2 separate regions of the Mus musculus genome follow, and region 2 is linked to region 1. The links are chromatin contacts, called in public HiChIP or PLAC-seq maps. All regions are on one chromosome and are shown on one strand. The core of a region is the stretch at or near the end of the contact, and the rest is flanking DNA. Distances in the headings are between cores, read along the strand shown.

Region 1 (4,570 bases), core at 276-2,775:
TCCTTTCCCAGAAAGGTGTGGAGAATATTGGTAGATTAGTCAGCGAGAAGGCAGGTGTTAATTTGCCTTCTGACTCGGTATCAGAATCTTCAAGTGCTTTTATGCAGCATGAAAACAGATTCTTCCCCGCCAAGGCCACCACGCCGCCACCCTGGCTGGCAGGAGGGGCTGTCCTATTTCTTTTAGATGTTGCGCTCGAAGTAATTCAAGCTACGTTGCAGAAGAAAGACCAGAACTGGAAAGCAGGCATTTCTGTAAGGGCTCAGTGCTAGCTACGCATATCAAACCTGTGGTCCAGCTGACTTATTCAGCTCTGGGTTGTCCACAGGCACAGGTGAGCATGCTCATGAGGTCAGGCTCCTGTTTCCCGCTTCCTTCCTCACCAGCCTCTCAGAAGCAGGAAACGACAAATAGCTAATCAAGAAAATGCAAAGCAGAAAGATGGAGGAGAGGCTGATGTCTGCCCAGTCTCTCATAATGAAGGCAAAGTCAAATAAGGATCTAGCTGTCCACAGGTCCCATGGGAAGGCCACAGAGGGGGCTGGCCAGTTAGTTGAACTTCTTCAACACTGAGCTCAGACACTGTTGCAAGGAAGTTAGCCAATTAAACTTAGGTAGATTTGAGAAATAAATTTTTATATCCATACACACCCTTTTAGGAAATTCTAGGCATTCCCGAATCAGGACCACACAACTTCAGGAGGAAGTGGCTTTTCTGTAAGTCAGTTCTGTATTGCAGTGTTCTAGAAAGCAGTTAAGTACAAACACCCTCGTACCTTTTGGGAGCCCTGAACAGCTTTAGGGATAGAATCTGCAACCACTTGCTATTCTGGAATTGTTTTCTAGCAAGTTTGCTTTTCATCTGCCCTTTCTACAGTTAGCAGACAGTGGTTTAGAAGTGCTTCCGAAAATCCAGGAAGTTTACAACAAATCCTGGCTCGTGAATATGAATCCCGCGAGTATTACTCAGCATTTTAAGGATGCAAACCCTGGTGGGTTCGGAAGAGCTTGAAATTAGGTAAGATGGGGAGGTGGGATGGACAGAAGGTACCACCGGCCACTTCAAAACGCAGTTTTAACATTTCCGTAAAAAGAAAATTGAAAAGGGACTCGAGTCTCTTGTTCAGGTTTGATTTTAGAGGGAAAAGTTGAACCGACTTATTTTTCTGTGAGCGGAAAGACCTTTCTCAGCTGGTAGTTATCAACTACGCCAATTACTACAATAATTTTGTGGAGCGCGTAACCGAGATACATCGGTTCTAGAACTTTCATGTCCAGCCCTGATTTTCAATAAACCAATTTTCCTTTTTCCGTCTCAGAATTCGGATAGTGGCCGCAAGGATGATTCCCCCCACCTCCAAGTCGATCCACGCCTCGGCCAATCTGAGCCCGGATGCTAATTAGCTATGCTTCCTAGATGAACACGCCTTTGTCACATGTAGGGCCGGACTACAAGGCCCAGCATGCCTCTCCCCTCCCTGATCAATGAGGGCTTATTTAAATGATCTCTGAGGTCTTGGACCCAGGCCAATCAGCTGTCAGAGCTCATGATAAATCGCAATGCATTATTGATAATAATAATTACTGGGACATGCGCGTTTCGGCCGAAGGGGGCTAAAATTTCCCAACTCCAGGAATTGGTGGCGGAGAGGGGGCAAGTCACCAGGGCTCTTCCCGGCGCCCCAATGCGCGCACCATGTCGAGGCGCAAGCAGGCGAAGCCCCAGCACATCAACTGGGAGGAGGGCCAGGGCGAGCAGCCTCAGCAGCTACCGAGCCCCGACCTCGCCGAGGCGCTGGCGGCGGAGGAACCCGGTGAGTGCGGCTGCGGCCACGTCCGTGCGCCCGACTGTCCGTGCGTCCCGGGAGGGCGCTCCTAGCACTGCCGCGCGTCCCTCGAGGGCGCGGGTTCCGGGAGCCGATTCTGGAATGGGGATTCCGGACTCTGTTCCAGGAAAGGAGAGATGCGGAGGGAGGGAGCCTCAATCCCCCACCTCGGAGGGAGCCTCAACCCGCCCACCCCTTTGCAAATCCCCCTAGTTTTCTCCCTCTTATTGTAAAGTTGATTCCACATTCTGCCTCTCCCTCCAACTTCTCTCTCCTCGTCCACAGTCCCATAATTGGTTTCCCTCCTTTGGATACATAAGCACCCACCTACGCCGGTAACTTGGGCTTCCTTCACCCCCTCTCTAGTGGCGCCGCTTTTAAAAGAAAGAGACCCCCAAGTCTCCCCACCCTCTCTACTACCCTCTTGGGGGCCCCTGGGGGAGGGGCGCACCTCTGGGGGACCCCCCGAGGAGGGCGATCTGTTGCACGCGCCCCTCCCAGGCCGAGTGGGGGGAGGGGGCGCGACCTCTCCCCACCCCCAGGCCGGGGTACGGGCCACCCGCACAGCGCAGAGGGCGGGGGAGGCTGTTGGGCTTAGTTCCCTTTCGGAGGAAGGGAACTTTTATTTTTTTGTAATTTTAGATATTTTGTTTACCTTTTTTTTTCTTTCCGCCTTTCCCGGGGGCTACGGCGCCTGCTGCCGGTCCTCGCCCTAACCTTTCGGGGCCTGACCTCCAGCCATCTTTGATTTCCGACTATCTAAAAATAACCGCGGCCAGCGGGAGGGTGCGGGCCGGGGCCCGGGCAGCGGGTGCATGGTCACCCCCTCTGGGGCGCACCCCCGCTCCTTTATTTATTTTTTTGCACGGATCCCCCGGGCGGCACTGCTCAGCACACGCCCGGGAGGTGAAAGGGGAGAGGTCGGGTTGCGGCTGACCCGGCCTGAGCCTCCACGGAGTTCAGGACCTCAGCGCGGCCGGGAGCTGCGGGCGAGCCCCTCGTCCCTGCCCGCCGTGCTGTCGCCGAAGAAACCGGGAACGTTGGGAGGAGGGAGTCCCCCTGGGCCTCCCGCTCGATTCCAGCTCTCCGCGGATGGTGGGCGGTGTGCGGACTCTGCGCGCTCTGCTTGGGCGCTCCTGTTTTCCCCGGAGTGGGATCCTACTTTTCCCAAACTTAACGAGTTTATCAAAGTTCAGTGACCTTCTACCTCATTGTATCCCCCCCCCCTGCCCCCCAGGGCAACTGGAAGGTCATTGCTTGTTCGAGGGGGCGGATGTGAGTTTTGGGGCGTTGGAGCATCCCACATCATAGGGCCGGGCAGCTGGGATGGACTCTTTGTGCCTTGGCCCGGGGAGCTAGGGGTGGGGGTGCAGATCATGGAGAGGCTGGGTCGCTTGGTCCACCTGGAACAAAAGGGTTAACCCTCAGCCCGCCTGCTTCCTCTGGAGAGGAGGGGCGAGCTCTCGGCCCTGACCCCTCCCCTGGTCCTGCGATGACCTCCCTTCCCCCTCCATTTGGGGTGAGCGCATACTAGTGTTTTTTGTTTTGTTTTTTTCTCCTATTTAGCTGGTGGTGGGGACTCTGGGGGTGGGCGGCATGGAGAGGTGGCTTGCTATAGAAGGGCTTCCGAAATCTCCGCTGGCTGGAGTCGTAGTTAACCTGGCTGCACCCTGAGGCCGCTGGGCGCGCGCTGCCACCCAGCCTTGGGAAGCGAGTTTTCTGCGGATCACTCGCGGTCGGAGCCCGGCCTCTGGCGTGCGGGCGCCCTCTGGAGACCGGCCATGTGCGGACTGCGACACACACCTGGTGAGTGAGGTTAGCTAGGCCGGAGACCCGCACACGCGTGATCTCTGTGGGGTCCCCATCTTCTGCATCAACATCAGTGTTTGGGAATCTTCTCCAAGAGTTCTTAAAATGTGTTTGTAGGGGGACCTCGATTGTGGTTTTGGGAAGAGGTTTTTTGTTTTTGTTTTAAAATTTCTTTAATGCCTGCATTTTGGGATCACCCTTAGTTTAGATAAATCTTTTGGAAGCTTTTGGATCCCTCTTGGTCGGTCTGTAGGAGAATGCAGGTTTTTTTTTTTTTTTTTTTGAGCAAGGCAAATGAAATCCGGGCAATAATTAGCAGATCAAAAAATCCGCAGGTGGTCAAGGAGAAGGGGCTTACAGTACTTAAAGGAAAATTAGCATTTTCTCAAAAGGGTTCCAAATGCCCTTTGTGCTAAACTGGATTACAACCTTCAGCTATTACGATTCCCAGGTTTTTAGTAATTTAGCGCTCCTCGCCATCCTTCATCGACCTGCCTGTGCCTGGCTTAGTTAAGGTTTCAAGCTAATTCAGTCTTCCCCCAAAAGGGGGAGGGGGCTTCTTTTTTATTCATTTAATTGCATGTAAAATGTGCTCCCTAACCCTCGGAGGTTCTCCACTGCCAGTAAACGATACTTTGTCATTGGTGATGGGGATTAAGGGGATTTCAGTTTAAGTAGGGGACCGGGAGCCGTTTTGGGGGAGCTGAGGCATGGTTATTTTTGAATCTCCTCCTTTTGGATGTAAAATGTCAAATGAGAATTTGGGGAAAAGAATTTTGGCAGGATTCAGTACGAGGAAGCTCGGCGTTGCATTCTGGGTGTAACCTTGCCTAGGTGGACTAGTGTACCCCCACTTATTCACCCAGCTTTTTGGGTCCTTGTGTACAGTGGCAGTGAAAAAGTTTTCTATAGACTCCTTGCATGTTGAGGTAATT
Region 2 (4,746 bases), core at 1,645-4,144, 54 kb before region 1:
TGGCCACCTTTATAGGGCAGTAGAGTTTGTGTTCTTTGAGACCAAGTCCCCTGTTTGCCAGGGTAGAGCTTGTAACCACTGGAAGGATATTTGACTTGAAGACATCAGGGAAACTGTCCTGGCCAGTGATCTATGAATTCTGACCTGCTATATGGGGTTTGTAGGGGTTCATTAACTGTTGGGGTGGTCGGGTCTAACCAGGCAGAGTGAATTAAACTCAATTACTAACATTTAAGAACCAAGGATGAAAAAAAAAAAAAAAAAGCCGGCATTGGTGGCGCATGCCTTTAATCTCAGCACTTGGGAGGCAGAGAAGGGCGGATTTCTGAGTTCAAGGCCAGCCTGGTCTACAGAGTGAGTTCCAGGACAGCCAGGGCTACACAGAGAAACCCTGTCTCGAAAAACAAACAAACAAAAAAAAGAACCAAGAATGCTTATATACACAGCATGTTCAAAACTAAGCTGGGCTACATGAGTACCTGTCTAAAATGCCTGGAGCAGAAGGCCAGAATCAATGGGCAGGAAAGGCGTCTTCCCACTGGGGATCACCCTTTGTGGGTGCTCCTTTGAAGAAAGAGCAGCTCCAAGAAGAAGCGGAGGCTTGGAGAGTTGGGGAGAGTGTGCTGGTCTGAGGTAACCACAGTGCCCAGGTTCAAAGGGGAAGCAACATCTTGAAGGCCTGCAAGACCTAGAGGGAGGCTCTGTGGCTACACAGTCAGCAAGGAATGAATGGGAAAGCCAAGGAAGTTACCCGCTCTGGGGCCAGGTGAGTAGTTACCCACTTAAACTTTTTTTTTAATTAAAGATTTATTTATTATTACACATAAGTACACTGTAGTTGTCTCCAGACACACCAGAAGAGAAAGTCAGATCTCATTATAGATGATTGTGAGCCACCATGTGGTTGCTGGGATTTGAACTCGGGACCTTCGGAAGATCAGTCAGTGCTCTTAACCCTTGAGCTATCTCTCTAGCCCCGTGTGTGTGTGGTGTGTGTGGTGTGTGTGTGTGTGTGTGTGTGTGTGTGTGTGTGTGTGTGTGTTGTTTTGTTTTGTTTTTTGAGACAGGGTTTCTCTGTAGAGCCCTGGAGTCCTGGAACTCCCTCTGTAGACCAGGCTGGCCTTGAACTCAGAAATCTGCCTGCCTCTGCCTCCCAAGTGCTGGAATTAAAGGTGTGCACTACCACTGCCTGGCTCCTACTTAAACTTTTTTTTTTTAAAGATTTATTTATTATTATATCTAAGTACACTGTAGCTGTCTTCAGGTGCACCAGAAGAGGGCATCAGATCTCATTATGGATGGTTGTGAGCTACCATGTGGTTGCTGGGATTTGAACTCAGGACCTTCAGAAGAGCAGTCAGTGCTCTTAACCACTGAGCCATCTCTCCAGCCTCCCACTTATACTTTTAATGTCATTGTTTTTTGAGATAAGAGCTCACCCTGTAGCCCAGGCTAACCTCAAGGCCTCAGTGGAATTATAAATATGTGTCACCATTCCCGACTTCCCACCTTCATTTTCTGGGTCCCACTGTTACTCCGTGGAGGACCCTGCCAAGGTAGCTTCAGGGCTGTATGCAGGAGGTAGCAAAAGGGATGGAGAGAGGCCAGCAATTCGGAGATCTCCAGGGAGAACAGGTTGGACCAGGAGGATGGTAATGGGAGAGAAAGAGTTGATGTGATCTTAGTGGTCCCCAGGAGCCAGGGCAGGGTCTGTGAGCACAGCCAGGAGACTCTCCCAAGCACATCGAGACTGTGGATGGGACAAGGACACATGATGTTTGAAAGCCTAGAAAACTGGGCTATCTGAACCCTGACCACTGTAACAATGGATGTCGGAAGGCCTGCGTGGCACAGCCAGCTGTGGAGGTGTACACGTTCGATCCCACCCTTCAGAGGCAGAGATGGGAGGGTATCCTCAGGTTTGAGGTCTACCTGGACTGTATAGTGAGCTACAGAATGAACGTTGAATCTGGGCTCGAATCAAATGAGCATAAGGGATGAAGCAGGGACACCCCAAGGCTAAGCGCTAAGTTCAGCAGTAACAGAAGGACTGCCCCCGAATCTGGAGGAAATTAGTGTCTTATCCTGGAAGCTCAGAAGATGTTTCTAGATGTTTCTTAACTAGGTCAATAGATTAAGAAAGATCTTGCTGGGCATGGTGGTACACACCTGTAATCTCAGCCCTCGGGACCTGAGGTTGGGGGATTGCTACGAGCTTCAAGACAGCCTGGGTTACAAGGTAATTTCCAGGCCAGCCTATGTTTCAGAGGTGGGGCGGGGGCTATGAACCACCACCATATCAGAGAAAGGGGGGAAGGGGAGGGAAGGAAGGAGGGAGAAAGAGACAAAAAGCAGAGAAAGAGAAAAGAGAAAGTTAACCTTTGAGAGTTAATCAACGTAAATGATAAGCTGTGGATTGTGGGGTCCATGTCTTCATCCCCCGCTTCAGACAACACTGCCTGTAATCAAAATGCCATGGTCACCCCAGCAAGGGTGTACAGAGACTGCCTTTCCACCGTGAACAAACTATTCCAGAACAAACTGTTCCAGTGGGACAGGACTGGAGAGAAATGTGATGACTGCCTGTTTTGCAAACACAGGAAAACAAAACACACCCCACCAGCATTTTGGAGGCAGAGGCAGGCAGAGCTCTAAGAGTTCCAGGCCAGACTGATCTACACAGCGAGTTCTAGACCAGCTAAGACTACCTAGTGAGAAATGTTAATTGCTTTATGTGAGTCAGATACTTCCGCCTTTAGGATACAGATAAATGTGTTTTCCTGCAGCGATGGGGTGGAAGCCAGGGCTTTGCACCCGGCCACCAGCAAGCTCTGTTCCTGGCAATAGCTGTGAAGGTGATTTTCCTTTCTTTCCAAAGGCTCCGGGACCACACCCTCGACCTGATCCAGCTTAGTGTTTAGCTTGGAAGATACTGCCTGAGGTCCTCTAATGCCTTCTAGAAAATGGCTTCTCATGGCTGGGCGGGGCTTGGGCGGGGCTTCCAGTGTCTGTACCTGGCAGATGTCCTTCCACTGGCGTCAGGTAATGGGACCTGGCGACATCCTGACTGACACTTTAAGACAGACTCCGCTCCAGACCCTTGTCCCTGCACCACTCCCAGATTCCAGGCCTGCCGAAACTCTGAGATAGTGGATGGTTATCATCTGAAGATGCTAGGTTTGGGGTAATTTGTCACGTAACGATCCATAAACAATAGAAGCAGAAACACTTCTGGAGGCAGCGCTGGCTCTGAGAATGTGACAGGCAGAATGTGGCCCTCGAGGACCTGGGGAATCACAGGTCCGTTCTGATCCTAGTCACATTCCCCACAAACCCTTACAGGCAAGGAAGGGGAGACCAGGGAGTCAGTCCACAGCATGGCCTTCTGGGCTGTTTATAACACAGAGGGACAACTAGTCTGAATGCTGTGTCGAACCAAGAGAGGAAGTGTCCCACTCTGCCTGAAGCTGGCGAGTATAACCTGGAGGCACTCTGGAGAGAGGAGACCCTGCAGATCAGGAAGGTCAGCTGGAGGCTTAGTCAGAGCCTTAGAGGGACCTCTGCAGAACGCCTCGCCATCGTCACTCTCCACTTCAATGCCTTGTCCCCTGCAGATACCCTCAGTGTTCAGGACCTGTTCATCTAGAGATGGAGACCAGACGTGTGTGCGAGGAACAGAAACTGCCCGGGAGTCCAAGAGCCACCCAGATGCCCAATTTCCTTTTCCTTCCTCTGACCCAGATACTCAGAGTCTGAAACGCCCATCTCCCCAGACTTCTCAGCTTCCAGGATTGTCCTGTCTCCACCTCCCACCTTGAGATAGAGGTGCTGGGCTTACCGACTTGCCCTAGGACACTCTGGGTTCTGGGGATCCCACCTCCGGTCCTGACACTGCAGCCTGCTGAGCCATTTCCTCAGTCCTGGTTTGTCTGTCTGTCTGTCTGTCTGTCTGTCTGTCTGTTTGTTTGAGATGGTCTCTTGGGCATTTATACCTTTATTTCTTGAGAGATTAACTTTACACCTTAACAGTGTACACCTTAACATGTGAGAGACAGGCAAGCGGATGTCTGGGAGTTTAAGAACAGCCTGGTCTACATAGCAAGTCCCAGCCAGGACTATACAGTGAGACCCTACCTCCCAAAGAAGCCCAGGCTACTCTGGGATGCACACAGATGCCTCTGCCTCACTCCCCCAATGCTGGGACCGTGGGGGAGTCACCACGGCTTGAGCTCCTGGTTTTCTTTTAAATCACCAAACGTATCAACAATCCTGGCTGTGGTAGCACACACCTTTAGTCCCAGCACTTGAGAGGCAGAGGCGGGTAGATCTCTGAGTTCGAGGCCAGCCTGATGTACCGAGTGAGTTCCAGGACAGCCAGGGCTGCACAGAGAAACCCTGTCTTGAGAAAACAAACAAATCAAAACCAAAAATACATCAGCATCACGGTTCTGAAGACCTGAACAAGGATGCCTACATCTCAGAAGAGGCTTTGTGGTGAGCAATGCTAGCACAAGCCAAATGTCCGAGCGCTCCTTGAGGGACGTGGTCCTAGACACCGTGTATGGAGAGTGGGCTGGGATTCCACAGAAACCTCCAGCACAGCTCTGTAAGAGCCAAGAGCCACTGTGGCTACTTCCCTGTTCCGTCTGTTTGTCCTCGTGCTAACTGTCTACTGTGCTCTTACTGGGCAGGCTCCTGGCCACAAAAGGCAAGGTGTCTAGAGCATATTTAAAGTTCAAATGCATG

The links. HiChIP or PLAC-seq counts read pairs in DNA pulled down with a chosen protein or histone mark.
Region 2: an H3K27ac HiChIP or PLAC-seq map of extraembryonic endoderm stem cells shows a contact between it and region 1. The contact joins the enhancer-like site here to the promoter of Sall4 in region 1. A contact is called at or near these places in 4 of 484 Hi-C or Micro-C datasets (embryonic stem cells, extraembryonic ectoderm, extraembryonic endoderm stem cells and 1 more), 14 of 115 datasets of contacts at active chromatin or transcription factors (craniofacial prominence, embryonic forebrain, embryonic hindbrain and 7 more) and 3 of 9 other capture datasets (adipose tissue, liver and pancreatic islet).

The regions. Positions count from the first base shown.
Region 1 is chr2:168,764,156-168,768,725 of GRCm38.p6, reverse strand. It overlaps Sall4 (spalt like transcription factor 4), which reads left to right and starts at 1,525. Exons shown (of 4, transcript NM_175303.4): 1 at 1,525-1,814. The coding sequence starts at 1,697. Gm14261 (predicted gene 14261) reads right to left here and starts at 2,583. Exons shown (of 2, transcript NR_166178.1): 1 at 2,482-2,583; 2 at 616-1,944.
Region 2 is chr2:168,819,034-168,823,779 of GRCm38.p6, reverse strand. No RefSeq gene overlaps it. Among named protein-coding and RNA genes, the nearest start is that of Sall4, 54 kb to the right of the region's middle. Within about 2 kb of position 2,894, at least 17 of the 459 cell types and tissues checked have an H3K27ac peak or open chromatin away from gene starts, as enhancers often do. A contact at or near this core is called in extraembryonic ectoderm, extraembryonic endoderm stem cells and trophoblast stem cells, where this site is marked.